Linked DNA regions of Zea mays: regions 2 and 3 are each linked to region 1. Evidence: chromatin contacts called from public Hi-C data. All regions are on one chromosome and are shown on one strand. Each heading gives the region's core, a stretch centred on a gene start, on an enhancer-like site or on the middle of the called end of the contact. The rest is flanking DNA. Distances are from core to core; before and after follow the strand shown. Region 1 holds the start of LOC103627501 (ethylene-responsive transcription factor ERF038). Region 2 holds the start of LOC100276928 (Uncharacterized conserved protein (UCP012943)). Region 3 holds the start of LOC103627507.

Region 1 (4,774 bases), core at 753-3,252:
TGGATTTTCGCTCTTTTCAGCCTGATACGGTTACAGGAGACATTGTTTTTGTCTTGCAACTTAAAGACCATCCAAAATTTAAGAGGATGTACGATGACTTATATGTTGAGCACACAATCTCTCTCACCGAAGCATTGTGTGGCTTCCAGTTTGTTCTTACTCATCTTGATGGGCGACAGCTTCTGATCAAATCTGACCCCGGGGAGGTTATTAAACCAGGTAGGATATATTTTTTTCTCTTTTTTTGCTTGCTATATCCCTTTGAGCTCAACTATCCTATCCAATAAAATCTCAGTTCTGCATGCACTGATATTATGTTTTGTTGGAATAGGTCAACACAAGGCCATTAACGATGAAGGTATGCCTCAGCATGGCCGTCCTTTCATGAAGGGCCGTCTGTTTGTTGAATTCAACGTGGTGTTTCCCGAGCCTGGTGCGCTCTCCCCTGCCCAGTGCCGATCGTTGGAGAAGATCCTTCCGCCGAAACCAGGGAGCCAACTGTCGGACATGGAGCTGGACCAGTGCGAGGAGACCACCCTTCACGATGTCAACATTGAAGAGGAGATGAGGCGCAGGCAGCAGCAGAAGAAGCAGGAAGCCTACGATGAAGACGAGGAGGAGGATGCTCAACCAAGGGTGCAATGTGCCCAGCAGTAAAATCCGTGTTCGTTGGAACTGTTCTCCAAAAGTTTCAGCAGGATTTTTTATCCATCTGATCATCTCGATTCTTTTTGGCAAAAATATAATCGTTTTATAAACTTTAAACTGTTAGTTCCATCCTAGTGTCAGGGAAAAAATGAGAGCCCGGAATGGCATGTTCCTTGTTTGAACTGCAATGCGTGATTGGTGTTAGTTAAGCTCTGCTCCATGTTATTTTGTTGTACCCGTGAAAAAGGTATCATGTTCATGGTGTGCTACTATTTTTGATGTGTAAGAAACATTGAGCTTGCTGGTAGTGATGATTTGTGATGCACCCTGGGGTGCTGGCTCAAAAGGTCGTTTCTGCCTGCCGCTGTCTTTTGGAAGAGAACCGCAGGGGAGGGGGGAGGTGTTTTATTAATCTGGGAATCGTCTGGAACCGGACGGGGCGTCTGTGTGCACTTCGTTTGATGATGATGATGATGGTTTGGCTGTTTTGGAGTCCGTGTTCTTCTGTTTGATGATAGTTTGGCTATTTTGACATGTGCCCCCCGCCATTTTGGTTGCCCTATCGTCATATCGTGCTACTGTTATCGACCCCGCCTGATCTGCCAGGTGGCTGCTAGAACAGCTGCGTTCTTTTTCGGCTGCTTTTTTTTCGGGTGGTGGAAAGGGGGAATCTTGCTGCTCGAGATGTGACGTTTGCGGATCACGACGGGGCGGTGGTGGACTGTTGATTCGTCTCGACGATTGGTGCAAGACTTGATGCAGCTTGCTCGAAAAACGCAATCCAGGCGGGTTCCTCACGTGGGACTGACCTGACCTTACGCGATAGTTTTTCTATTGCTACGCGTTTCACTTTGTGAATTTTCTCGGGCAGCACGTGCACGCTGTTCCCCCTTGCCGTTTGCGTGTCCCTTTTTTAGCCGCAGCTGCACCGCCACCTCTCCAGACTCCAGTCGATACGAGTCTCGGCCTAGCTTGCACGCACGCACGCACGTAACGTCTAGTGGTTGAGACGCGACTTTTCTATGTGCGATCGCCTGTCTAAAACCCCTTCGTGCCGCACTAAACAAACAGAATAAAATCGTCTGGACAGATGTTTATACAATTGGTCAATTTCAGCAGCATCACACTGCCACAAATCGTCTGCCCAGTGGCCCATAGCGCATTTCATTATACACTGACGGTCCTGACGGTTGCATACCACTTGCAAGTAATGTAACACAGAGCTTCAGAAATGGAATTTGTCAGTTTTTTTTTTCTATTCAGTTAAGGACCTGCTAACTAACCCTGCAGCCTATACGATGACAGACTCACCAACTTTGTCGCTACCCGGTGCTGGTGTGGTGCCTGGTGGGTGTACACCGTAGCTGTATTACTGTAGTGGTGGAGGTGGCGTTTAGCAGCACACAAGCTTGAGTTGAGCGCTCGAGCTATTTATGCCCGGTAACCGGAAGCGCTCTCCTCCGCACAGCACCGCTTCCACGGCCCCCGGGTGCAGTGTGCCCCCCTGCCTTGTCTCGTAGCTCTCTAAGAAAGAGCCATGGAAGCTGACGCACTACTCCATGCGCCCATGACTTCCTCTTCCTCCTCTTCTTCCTCCTCCTCCGACTCCGTCGGCGGCTCGTGCGTCGTCAATGGCGCGCAGGAGCTACCGTCCAATACCGGCAAGCCGCACAAGAACGTGAAACGGAAGAGAACCGCGTCCCCGTCCGCTGCTCCAGGTGGCGGCGTGGCGCCGGCGCCGCCCGAGGCCGCCATAGCGGACGACGACTGCGGCGGCCGGCGGCGCAAGAGGGGGAGCGCCGGCACCAGGCACCCGACGTTCCGCGGCGTGCGCATGCGCGTCTGGGGCAAGTGGGTGTCCGAGATCAGGGAGCCGCGCAAGAAGTCGCGCATCTGGCTCGGCACGTTCCCGACCGCCGAGATGGCCGCGCGCGCCCACGACGTGGCGGCGCTTGCCATCAAGGGCCGCGGCGCGCACCTCAACTTCCCGCACCTCGCGCACGACCTCCCTCGCCCGGCGTCCACCTCGCCCGCCGACATCCAGGCCGCGGCAGCCAAGGCTGCTGCCGCCGCCGCCGATGCCGACGTAGAGGTAGAGCAATGCGAGTCCTCCCATGCGGTCGAGACGCCATCGTCGTCAGCCGCCAGTTCGGAGGAGGTCGCCGCGGCCAGCAACGCGGAGGAGATGAGCGTGCTGTTCGACTTGCCCGACCTTCTGATGGACCTGAGCGACGGCCTCTGGTCACCCATCTGGGCGGCAGCTCCGGCGGCGGTCGAAGAATACGACGGCGGCGACAGCCTGAGCGAGCCGCTTCTGTGGGCCCACGAACACTGCTGGCTGGACGCCGCCGCGCCGGTGCAGCCGGACTAGCCGTTCCGTTCGGACGCACCGGCCGTCAACTGCCGGTGGTTGCCTGAAACGGACGACCGATGCCACGTGCTTTTTGCTTCGTGTGTGCGTTGTGCAGGCTAGAGAGATAGAAACGCATGGTTTCCTGTGCCCTGTGTGGTCTCCGGATGGCAAGTCGTTGTAGGATGCGGTGAAACAGTGGCTTGCCTACTTGCCTGTATGAACACACACTTATATATATTGGTTTCTAATGACTTTGGCCAAATTACAGTTGTATATGGTTGAGTACTTGGCTTCTATTGTCAGTACGTACTGAATGTATGTATATTGTAATGCGGAAAATGAATTATATGCATTGATCTTGTTGAGTTAATTAACTACATCTTCAGCGTTTCATGTTAAGTCTAATACCTAGTGTTTTTAACAACATCTTCAGCGTTTCATGCAATGATATTGTTGAGAAAATTTCTCTCTTTCTAACCTAGTGTTTTTAATCACCGGTTAGTAAGTCATTTAACGAGCTACATGCCTACATCTATAAACAGCAAATAGCCGGCTATAGCATGCTAACAACTAAATTATACACCAAAAAACATAGCTATATCGTCCTTAAACAGCTATGGCCGGAGATTTAAGAACTTGTTAATTATAAGGAAAAACTCTCAACCACTTAAAATCAGAACCCAATTTCTAAGTTATGCTTCACACAACCATCTTCCACGTATAGGCACTTATGCTGTCTCCAACAGCTCCCCTATATCATCATCTTTTACATGATTCATCCAAGGCAATCTTATTATTTCCCCACATATCCTTACATGAAGTGCCCAACCCAATACCTATAGGGGCAAAATTATCTCTAGAGTTTTGTTGATGCATCGACTGGACCCAATGTCTTTGTGACTTCATTTTGTCTTGATGCAAGCTTTGCAATGACCCAACATATCACGTCACTTGCTTCCTAGGTCTTAATCCCAAACTAGTTAAACCCACAACCTATCGCTAGTTATTTTGGGACTTAAACCATCAAACACTCCATGCTTAGTTTTGAGAACCAAAGCAGCAAACCCTCTTGCACACCCCCACAAAAAGCATGTCTCACATATACAATGTCCGTTCAACCTCAACTAATGTTTGACACCTTCGTCTTCCTCCTTGGCTTGATTGACACCATCTTTATCATCCAGAATGTAGACTTGTGCCTAGTCTTTGTAAAGTGCCACCACAATATTATACTCATCCTTGACTTGGATAGCACCATCTTCATTATCCTCTTCACTCCATGTACGTTTTCTCTACTTCTAAGTGGGATCATCAGTCTTATTCAGTCCACTCGTCCTAAGCCACCTCACTTGCCCTTCACTACTTTGATCCATAGGCGTGAACCATACTTGACATTCACCCTTTTCATCCAACTAGCATGCCATATCCATCGCTTGCACTTCATAAGTTAAGCAACTCAACATGGCACATTTTTTTATAAAAACACAACGTAACACTAAACCTCTAGTTAGACATTAGTATAATCAAGTATATATTAGTTAAGATCACTAGGAACCTCAAATCATCTTGATAATGGATCACCTTTCTTTAGTGAATTGCACATATCAACCTTGACTTATTTAGTTCTCATATTTTCAACTAATTATTATTTTAGCAATAAGTGTTGTGAAACTAAGTATATGATGACTTCTTCAATCTCAATATTTATCGTCCTAGTCTTTCATAAGCATCATATATAGTAGGTACATGAGTATGCATACATATATGTGGGGT
Region 2 (4,756 bases), core at 2,222-4,721, 130 kb after region 1:
AACAGTTAATGCTGTATGCTTAAAATGGACTGCAAACATGAAATTTGCTGGCGCTGGACTGCTGGAGTAAGGAAGTGTAGCTACAGAGGTCCATCCGGCTCCAAAGTCGAACAACACAAATATGACCCAGAACAACATTCCCTTGCATGATCTGCCGGGATGAAATGATACAGCCAAAGCATTGAGTAAAACTGTGTGTAGGATAAGTTATCGAACTTTGGTGTGTTCTACAAAACATATATAGACGGGCTTGTAGGATGCCAGAATCTCGCCTCACCACACTTTGTAATCCCAATGTTCATAACTGTAGCCAAAACCACCAGGAAATGAAAAGCATAAGCACGCTGAATGCAAGGATAATAATGGTAATATCCCTAGGACATATCATAATTCCACACGATGGCACAATATCAATTCAAATTTATTGGCCAGTCAACCTTTCCATGACCTCAATCTGACTAACTAACTAGAGTTGCCCTGTGTATAACCAAGGGACAATGAAACATAGAAATATGTAAAGTCGGGGGATTGTTGTGCTCACTTGATACGAGCAATGGCCACCACGATGAAGACGAATACCGTGAGCATGAACGACACCTTAACTGCATCGCTGTATCCATCTGGATTATCATCATCCTCTGGAGTGTGGATCAGCATGTTGATTATCTTCTGAACATTCTCTAGGAATTCAACTATTTTTGCCTGGGCGCTTTCCAGGATCCACTTAAGCACTTCAGCAGGACCACCAGTGTTTTCGTTTCTATCATTTTCTTTTCCTGAACGATGTTGTCAGTCGAAATAAGCTAACACATATAGACGAGAAAGAAAAGCAAGTCTACCGAAAGCGGTGGAAATTATCTTGCAAATGTTATACAGCTAAGGTCAAACGGGTCATCTGAGTACAGCTTGGAATTAACAAAATAGAACATTGTATATGATTCATGCATGTACATGAAAGTTTCATGCAACATACCATCGTGTAAAGATCTCCTGAAATCTTGAACTGCCTCATTATTCATGACAGCATTCCAAACAGCCTTATCGCATGACAAAGACATAACCATTTTCTGCATAATGGACAAGGTTAACACCGGTGGCGGACGCAGGACTAAAATTAAGGAGGTGCTAGTATAACAAAAAAAACTCCCTCTGGACTCTGTACCAATATACAATTCGTTTTAACCTTTTACTTTTATGTGCATATTCAAGTAGATGACAATGAATCTAGGCACATATATAATACATATACATCAAATATTGTATGAATCCGTTAACACTCTAAAACGAATACTATTTTGGAATGGAGGAGGTATCATATATCATATATATAGCACATGAGTAACAATAAAACATTATGTAACATACCACTAAGTTGCTACTTGCTAGTCATGAGTAGTAATGTGAGTAGTAGGTATTCTACGATTACTCATGGTTTGAAAATGTTCGATGATCATACAATCATCAAGGCTTCTAAACATCTATCGATTCGTATAGTCATCAAGGATCTAAATATTTTGTTACGTGGTATGTAGGACCAGCAGCACGTAGGGGCGGCGCTTGCCCCGGCTGCCCCCCCCCCCTGCTGGGTCTGCCACTGGTTAACACAATGATGATGAGATAAGTTGTTGAGAAACTTGTAGGTGACAGCTCAGACCAGAAATTATGAATGGTAGATAAAAATATGACATGCACTATCCATTATTTAAGTGTTGCAAAATACCTCTGCTCGCCTGAACAGCAGTTTAGCCTGTTTAATCACTACATGGTGACTGGTTCTGTCCATTTAACCAGTCATTTTGCTTGTTTAACAGCTGTTTAACCCGAATAAAAGGCTACGCAATAAGTGACCAACTGTTTAGGATCTAGTGTTTAGGTGAAAACTGAAAATACATAAAAGGAATAAGTTCTGTTTAAACCTGAACGGTGGGATCCTTTTGCAACAGACGGAAAGCATCCACAACATTCCTATGTTCCCTTGACAGAAGAGCAGTTGAGTTAAGAACATAGGCAGCAGGTTCAATCCAGTCATCTGATCCTGATGAATTTCCAGATGAATGTCCTGATGCAGACAGTAGTGTTGTCTGTCTGTCAGTTGTATCTGAATCCAGTCCAAGAGGATTCTCAAATACTCTGAATGAAACGGCAACTAGATTAGATGGAGCAAAGAACATCAATGCATAAGTAACTCCCTTATGATTTAATCAGCAAAGGTCTACTATATATTCATCTTAAAGGGCAAAAAAGGTTTGTTTTCACGCAACAAATGAGGACATAGATGTATTTTGTGTGAGTGTGCGGGGCGGGAGGGGGTAATTATTCGTATAGCTGCTACTAATTGAAAGTGGATATAATGACGTGAGTTTAATGTTTCTACAACAGTCCCTACAATACGGGCTACCATAAGGTAGCCAGAACAATCCTATGATTCAAGGACACAACATCAGTAGGATCTAATTCTCGGATGTGCTTTTCAGCAGCTGCAAGGGCTGCTATGTCTATTACAAGGTACAGGAAGCGCAGGCAGGATTGTTCCGATGGGACTAGCTGCAATTCTGCAAGTCCATGCGGATGTCTATACATGTATCCCTCGCCCCCACCCCCTGCCCCACCAAGAAGACACCATCCAAAGATGGCAGGCATACAACTATGATAACGACAACGAGTGGTAACCACCTACACGATATTGCTCAATGAACTGAAGCATGCAAGGCTCCCATGTCCCCATGAGAAGCTATCCATGTCACATCAAAATAAAGACAAAAACAGCTCTAATATAATCCAGGTAAACAAAGCATAAACTAGGTCGTGACAATCAAGCGGGTCACCAACACAAGAAATGTCAAGAGAAGAAGTTATATCAAATCTAACAGTACGCAAAGAAAAAAAATGCTATAACGAGGTGAGCAGGCAAATCTTACTGCTGGATGCTGGTGACTGCGCCGGTAACCTCGTCTATGGTCGGCGGGGACCAGAACACCACCCTGTAGTCCTGTTCTTCCTCCATCTCCCCAGTACCAGGCCCCCCAGCGACGACCTCCTCCCAGTCCCCGTCCTCCACGTACGCGGCGGCGGCGACTGCGTAAGGCGGGGATGGGGAACTGGCGCGCAGGGGCCGCCCGGGCGCGATGGCGCGCGGGCGTGGGGACGCGGCGGAGGTAACAGCGCCGGGTCCGGGGCCGAGCGCCGATGAGGAGGAGGAAGAGCGCACGGCGCGGCTGCTGAGACAGAGGAGGTGCCTGCCCGGCGGGTTCCTCATCGCCGGTCGGAAGGAAACAGAGGCTGCCTTCGTTCTTGGACTGCGAGCGAGTGCGCCGGCACCGCGCACTATCCAACGCTCCAACAGCCTCCGCGCAAAAGGATGGATAAAAAAAGGTTTGAGCAGGAAGGAGTCTTGGGGCCTTTGGAGCTTTGAGCACTAGCGAAAAATCTTGCGACGAAATATTCGGAAGGGTTGAGTATTGGTATTGCTAGGGGTCACCGATACACCATAACACCCAATTCTAGTTGTGGGTGTCATGTTTATTGGTTGATTTAGTTTTTTGTTCTCGCAAGCTTGTGAGGCTAATCAACTTCATGTCCATGATCAAGAACCTGACATAAAAAATTACTCTACTTAGCGAAATTAAAGAATAAAAATATCTTGAATTTGACCTATGTTATATACAATTAAATATTATACTCACTCTGATCTTTTTTTATTTGTCGCGTTTTAATTCAAAATAAAATTAACGGGTGTCTAAATATTCGAGAACAGATATGTTAGTTTTTTTGTGGAATATATTTTTATATTATACTAGATCTGTTTGGTGTCTTGAATATCACTGTTTGTTATGAACTTGATTGAACTGTGTATCGTTTTACTAAGGACAGTTAGGGTTCCCTTTGGAATGTGAGATTTGTTTTTTTTCTTTCTTTTCTGGTGAAAATAAACCTGAAAATTCTATGTTCTAAAGGAGCTTAGATCCATTAATTATTTTCACTCCACATACATGCATGCACAACCTTAATGCTCTAGTATATTTGTATGGTGTAATTTGTGTAAACAAAATAGTTCATAGGGACACGAGTTCCTCCCAGGGATTACAATTTCGTTTTCACCGTTCTGGATTTCGTTTATTTGACCAAAATTTGACTTTTAGATTTTAAAACGAAAAACATAACTTCCCGGACCGAAATCTGTGTTTCGGTAATCACCGAGAACGAAAAAAAATACCAGATTTCAGTAAACTCGGACCGAAATTGCGTTGCCTGGTCCCTCCTCGTCGTTGAAAGTGAAAGTCTACATTATGGTAAGCACGTTTATGGCTAGTTTGGAAACCAAATTTTTCCAAGGGTTTTTCGTTTTCCCAAGAAAAATTAGTTCATTTTCCTTTGGGAAATTGAAAAATGTGGTTGCCAAATTAGCCCTTATTTTTTTTCCGCCCTTGTGATTTTACCCAGAAACGATAAAAATCTGTTTCTGTAACAGAATGGTTCGTATCCACAAGCAACAGTTGTAGCTAATGCTTCCAGGTTAAAGTACTAGTAGCATGCAGGAAAAGGGGGGGGGGGGGGGGGGGGGGATGCAGGATAATTCGAAACCATGGAGCTTCAGCTGGTGTGCACCAACGGTTTTCCATCGCCGCCACCCGCAGCCGTTGCTTTCTCCGCTTCTGGTTACGGAATTGATCCACGTCGCCATTTGGGTCCCGGCCGTAAGATCCTTCGCCACAAAGGGCCAAACACGGCTCCCACCCAAGGAGCAAACCACATTCCA
Region 3 (4,717 bases), core at 1,974-4,473, 220 kb after region 1:
TTGGCTGCACGAGCTATCTCAGCTGTTGCCTTGGTCAACCTACTGCTTCCATGTCATCCAACATGAGCAAGTAGTATGTTTGCAACCTAATGACATAATTATATAAGCAATTCTCGTAATAAATTGTGTATGTGTATGGTTGCAGGCTAAAGACTACCTTCTCCCTTGAGACTGGACTTGTGGGCATTTCATTAAATACATTACACAATGAAATCATGCATGTCTCCCAAAAGCTGCACCACCATACAACTTAAGGCTGGAGTTGGTAGGTTTTACAGACATATTAATGCCAGGCCAGCTGGCAATATCACTATGTATTTGTTCCTCCTCCGTAGTTTCCCCCATATCTCTAGAGCTAAATCAGCAGCACCATCAAGCAACGCATGATTTGAACCAAGAAAACAATAGAAACAAATATGAAACTTTGACTGAGGCACATAATATCAAGATGTGAAAGCACAACACAAAACATGAAGGCACTATCAGGGAAAAAATATAAATATAATAGAGAAATAGTTGCATAATCCATGGGTTGCAAATAATACATATGCACTGACAAGAGTAGCCTATCACCAGTTCACCACTCCCGGCCATATAATAAAACAGCAACGTTTCCCATTTTACAACTACATTCGCTCATCACGGATAAGGCAAGTACCTTGACCTGCTTCTCGGTGGGCTTGGCAGCCTGCGATGCGAAGCCACTCGAAACCTACATCAGAACAAACACGTCAGTCCCTAAAAAATAGACATAAAAATCACAAGGGTGACTTTCCCCTGCAAAAGACCCAATAACTTTAGGAGATATATCACATATTACGAATGGATGCATAAGCAGCAAGGCTCCACTTTATGCTCAACACGGGTTGAAAAGCTGACAGTGACCGATTACTCAGTAAGCTAGATCTGACTAAAAAATAAAGGTCACAATTCAATATGTTTCTACTCGCTTTCCTATGCAAGTGCTCGGGCCTCATAGATGCTCTGCATTAAAATCCTATCAGAAGTGCACCTTGGACAGAGAAATTTAAAAAGTTAATTAAACTTTACAGCTGCTCAAAAAGTGTAGTTCAATGCATTTCATAATTTCATATGTAAGATCATAGTACAGAAATACTGTGTCGCTATGTTTCAAACAAAAAATCGAGTTCTATTCTATACTATATAACAGCCATTACAGAATGGACTCAATGCATATTCTTCTTTTTAAGCTTCGCAATTATACTTTCATAGCAGTACTTGGCCAAGCACATAAACCTTACCAAGGTACTTTTCTACATATCTCAAAGATGTAGTTCAAATGATAACTTTAGCAACTTTTATATTTGATAAGGAGTGATATTTACTTAATGAGTAATCAAACAACATAAGTTCTTTGTTGTCTGTGAGTGTATTACTTAGCTTATAATTCTAGTCTAAGGGGGTGTTTGTTTTCTAGGGACTAATTTTAGTCCCCCCTTTTATTCCATTTTAGTCTCTAAATTGTCAAATACTATACGGAAACGAAAATCGAGTTTTAATTTCCGTGTTTAGCAATTTAAAGACTAAAATGGAGTGACTAAAAATTAGTCCCTAGAAATCAAGCACCCCCTACGTACCATTTGAGTGAAGTTTATTTATTTGGAAATCATGAAGAAGTTTCGGTGATAATGTCATAGCTAAAGCAGATCCACGTCTATAATGCCATATAAATATTAAATAAGCATAAACCCTCCGTCCAGGAATGATAAGCATATTTTGACTATCTATACAACACTCCAGCTCATTGACTCTTCTACGTCAAGTCAAAGAATCCATATTGATAAAAAGATAACACTATCCACATAGGAAAACGTTCTTTGCCATATTTTATTTTTCTCAAGCTAATGATAGAATCTGACTTACAACTTCAAACATTTGGAGTTCCTGCAGTTGCAGCACTTCTTCTTCGTGGGAGTACTATGTTTCCCTTCGTACAGTCTTGCCCGTAGTTTTGGTGACTCTGGTTTCCTACACAAGGTCCCAAAGCACAATTAGAACACGAGCAAGATGCAAATTTTAAAGAGAGAACTTGAAATATTTGGATCTTCGGCAGGGAGAATACACTGAAAATTTCATAGAATTGTTAGTTTAAGATCAATAAGCTCATCTAACACAAATATGTGCCTTCTTTTCCGAGGAATGACAAGGCCACACTAAAATTTGGGAACTGCCTCGTGGTGAGGCTCAGGAAATCGAACGATCCCATGTTCAGCATATGGATCAAGACGACAACGGGCTCGGTCATCGAGCAAAACGAACCCCGTACCAAACAGAGAGGCGGAAGTTTCAAAACTTCTAAATCTCAGAACGGGGACACTCACAAGGGAACGGCGACCGGGGGGGCGCTGGACTGGCTGCGGCGGCACCGGACGAAGCTGCAGTACAGAGACCGCCAGCGGCACCGCGTGCCGCGGCAGCGACACATGCCCCACCACCTGATCTTTCAGGCAGGCTACGCGGTCTCGTCGATGCTGATGAAATCTTCCATGAGCCCCGACCCCAAGCACTTGCGCCCAGCCCACATGCTTCATGCCCAAGCTCTTCGGGCAGAGGAGCCCAAAGAGCAGCAGCACCGACAAGAAACCCAAGGGCGGCAAGCCCAGGCAGCGGCCTCGTGTATCCTAAAATCGCCCCCCAATGATCCCCAAGAACGACAGGATTCGATTTCCGAAATGCAAAATCACAAGCAAACAGGAATCAATCAAGAACGTAGGGCGTGGAGGAAGGGGGAAGGGGGCTTGTAGAGCTCGGACCTCTGGTTCTCAAGGCGGAGGGAGGGCGTGGATGAAGAAGGAGCTTGCCACCTGCGGAGCTCGAACCTTTGGTTCTTGGGGGCCGATTGGCGGCCGCGGCGGCAGTTGCAAGGGGACGATTAGCGGGCGGGGGTGGAGCGCATCCCGGGCGGCGGCAATTGCGTTGAGGGACGGTGGAGACATCAAGCAGGAGGCTTAGGAAATAACGCTCAGTGGTTTTCCTCTCCCTCGGTGACGCACGCTCGACCTCGGCGCCGCACGCTCGACCTCGACGCCACACGCTCTTCTATGCGCTGAATCAGGCGAGGTTGAGGTCGTGCGTGCGTAAGTGGCGGAGCTGGCAGAGCGGTTGAGGTCGTGGTCATGGGGGAGGAGGTCGAGGTCGTGGGCAGAGTGCGGCGCGCCGTCGTGGAGTGGAGGGCACCGCCCACATCGAAGAAGATGACAGGCGCGGTAGGCTGGGCTGCACAATGGGCCGCACCAACTGTTGGGCCGCACGAACCATTGGGCTGCATAAACCGCTCGGACACAGGCGCTGCTATGGGGTTTTTGATTAGTGCCATACCGGCCACTGAAAACGTCGAAACGTGGCTTATAAGCATTAGTGTGTGTTGTTTGTTGTTCATACTAACGCCTCTAGTGCCACATCAAAATGATTTTTTGGCACGGGGCTGTACGACCGTCGGTGGCAGAACAGGTCGGTGGCAGAACAAGTGAGAGGCAGAACACGTCAGAGGCAGACTACTATTGCAGTCTTAATAAGTAGTAGAGATTATGGTCTCTACTAAAATACTTCATCCGTTTCAACTTATAATTTATTTGATTTTTTAATAATAATTATAATTTTTGAATAAGACGGACCGATTAAACATGACATAAAAAATTAAACGAATTCTAATCTAGGACGGGGGAGAATTTCTTTCCTAGTCAATTTGAATTCTCTTCTCTCCTTTATACATGTCTATATACTAAGGACTGAGCTCACCTGTTCAGTGGCTCATGGCCTAGCTCGTCAAAAGCGGAGTTCAAATCTGGCATAGCCTTGCGGGCATTGGGCCCATGCAGGCCCAACATAGTGTCTCCAGGGGGATTTGAACCCGTAACCTCTCAAGCAAAGGCCAAAAGTAGCTACCGCTACATCACATGTATGTTTATGTTTGTATCTATGATAGGAAACATATCTACTACATCTTTCACCAAGCTCACTTGCTACTCTTGCACAATGCGTAGTAGTAGATAAGTATCACCGAGATTCTTGAATTATATTTTTAGATGTAGGTAATATTATTTAAAGGAGAGCTTTGCATGCAATTTATTTTGTTTGAATAATGTTTTATACTTAAATTCCCTTTTTTGCACGCGTGACATTTATTCTTCGTAATATTTTTTTTCCATGAATCATATTTGTGAATTATTTTCATAAACCAACGCCATGAATCCATGTTTCTTACTTGAAACCCTGAACAAACACCATTAGTAGGAGGCACTCGCGTTGGCGTCGCTTATCGATGATGAGAAGAAGCTTGGCGACTCCCAGTTCGACCTCTAGAAGCAGTCCTACGTGGTCGCATGCGCCGCTGTGTACGACAAGCTCCGGCGAAGCTGCCGCTTGGACGCGGTCCAGAGCAGCTACACCACGTTGTCCATTGTTAAGCAGGGGGTCTCACGGTTGTCGCCAACGTCGACAACTCTCGGGTTGTTCTGGACACCGTATCCGACGACGACGCCATCACGCCATCCAGGTCATCGTCCACCTGAAGCCCAACCTGCCATGTAAGTCGCTACTGACCGGACATGAATTCTTGTGCGCTGGGACGATGGTCGTTGCTGATATTGTGTGAGTGTCCTCGAACATGATGTATGTAATGGAGTAGCGCATCCGGTGGTGCAACAGCCAGGGTACTACCTCGCTGATGAGTCCAGGGTGCACTTCGTTTGGCAGC

The links. Hi-C and Micro-C count contacts between places; a contact is called where the count stands out from the background.
Region 2: a Hi-C map of ear shows a contact between it and region 1, with 5 times the contacts expected there. The contact joins the promoter of LOC100276928 here to the promoter of LOC103627501 in region 1. A contact is called at or near these places in 7 of 25 Hi-C or Micro-C datasets (bundle sheath, ear, leaf and 2 more).
Region 3: a contact with region 1 is called in a Hi-C map of leaf, with 5 times the contacts expected there. The contact joins the promoter of LOC103627507 here to the promoter of LOC103627501 in region 1. A contact is called at or near these places in 3 of 25 Hi-C or Micro-C datasets (leaf and tassel).

The regions. Positions count from the first base shown.
Region 1 is chr5:196,106,770-196,111,543 of Zm-B73-REFERENCE-NAM-5.0, forward strand. It overlaps LOC103627501 (ethylene-responsive transcription factor ERF038), which reads left to right and starts at 2,003. Exons shown (of 1, transcript XM_008647788.4): 1 at 2,003-3,375. The coding sequence starts at 2,186. The coding sequence ends at 3,019. It overlaps LOC100216704 (putative dnaJ chaperone family protein), which reads left to right. Exons shown (of 8, transcript NM_001143109.1): 7 at 21-219; 8 at 332-990. The coding sequence ends at 657.
Region 2 is chr5:196,234,309-196,239,064 of Zm-B73-REFERENCE-NAM-5.0, forward strand. LOC100276928 (Uncharacterized conserved protein (UCP012943)) reads right to left here and starts at 3,472. Exons shown (of 5, transcript NM_001150621.2): 1 at 2,919-3,472; 2 at 1,917-2,130; 3 at 974-1,067; 4 at 542-776; 5 at 1-304. The coding sequence starts at 3,256. The coding sequence ends at 274.
Region 3 is chr5:196,327,646-196,332,362 of Zm-B73-REFERENCE-NAM-5.0, forward strand. It overlaps LOC103627507, which reads right to left and starts at 3,224. Exons shown (of 7, transcript XR_002262503.3): 1 at 2,775-3,224; 2 at 1,885-1,989; 3 at 659-712; 4 at 1-86.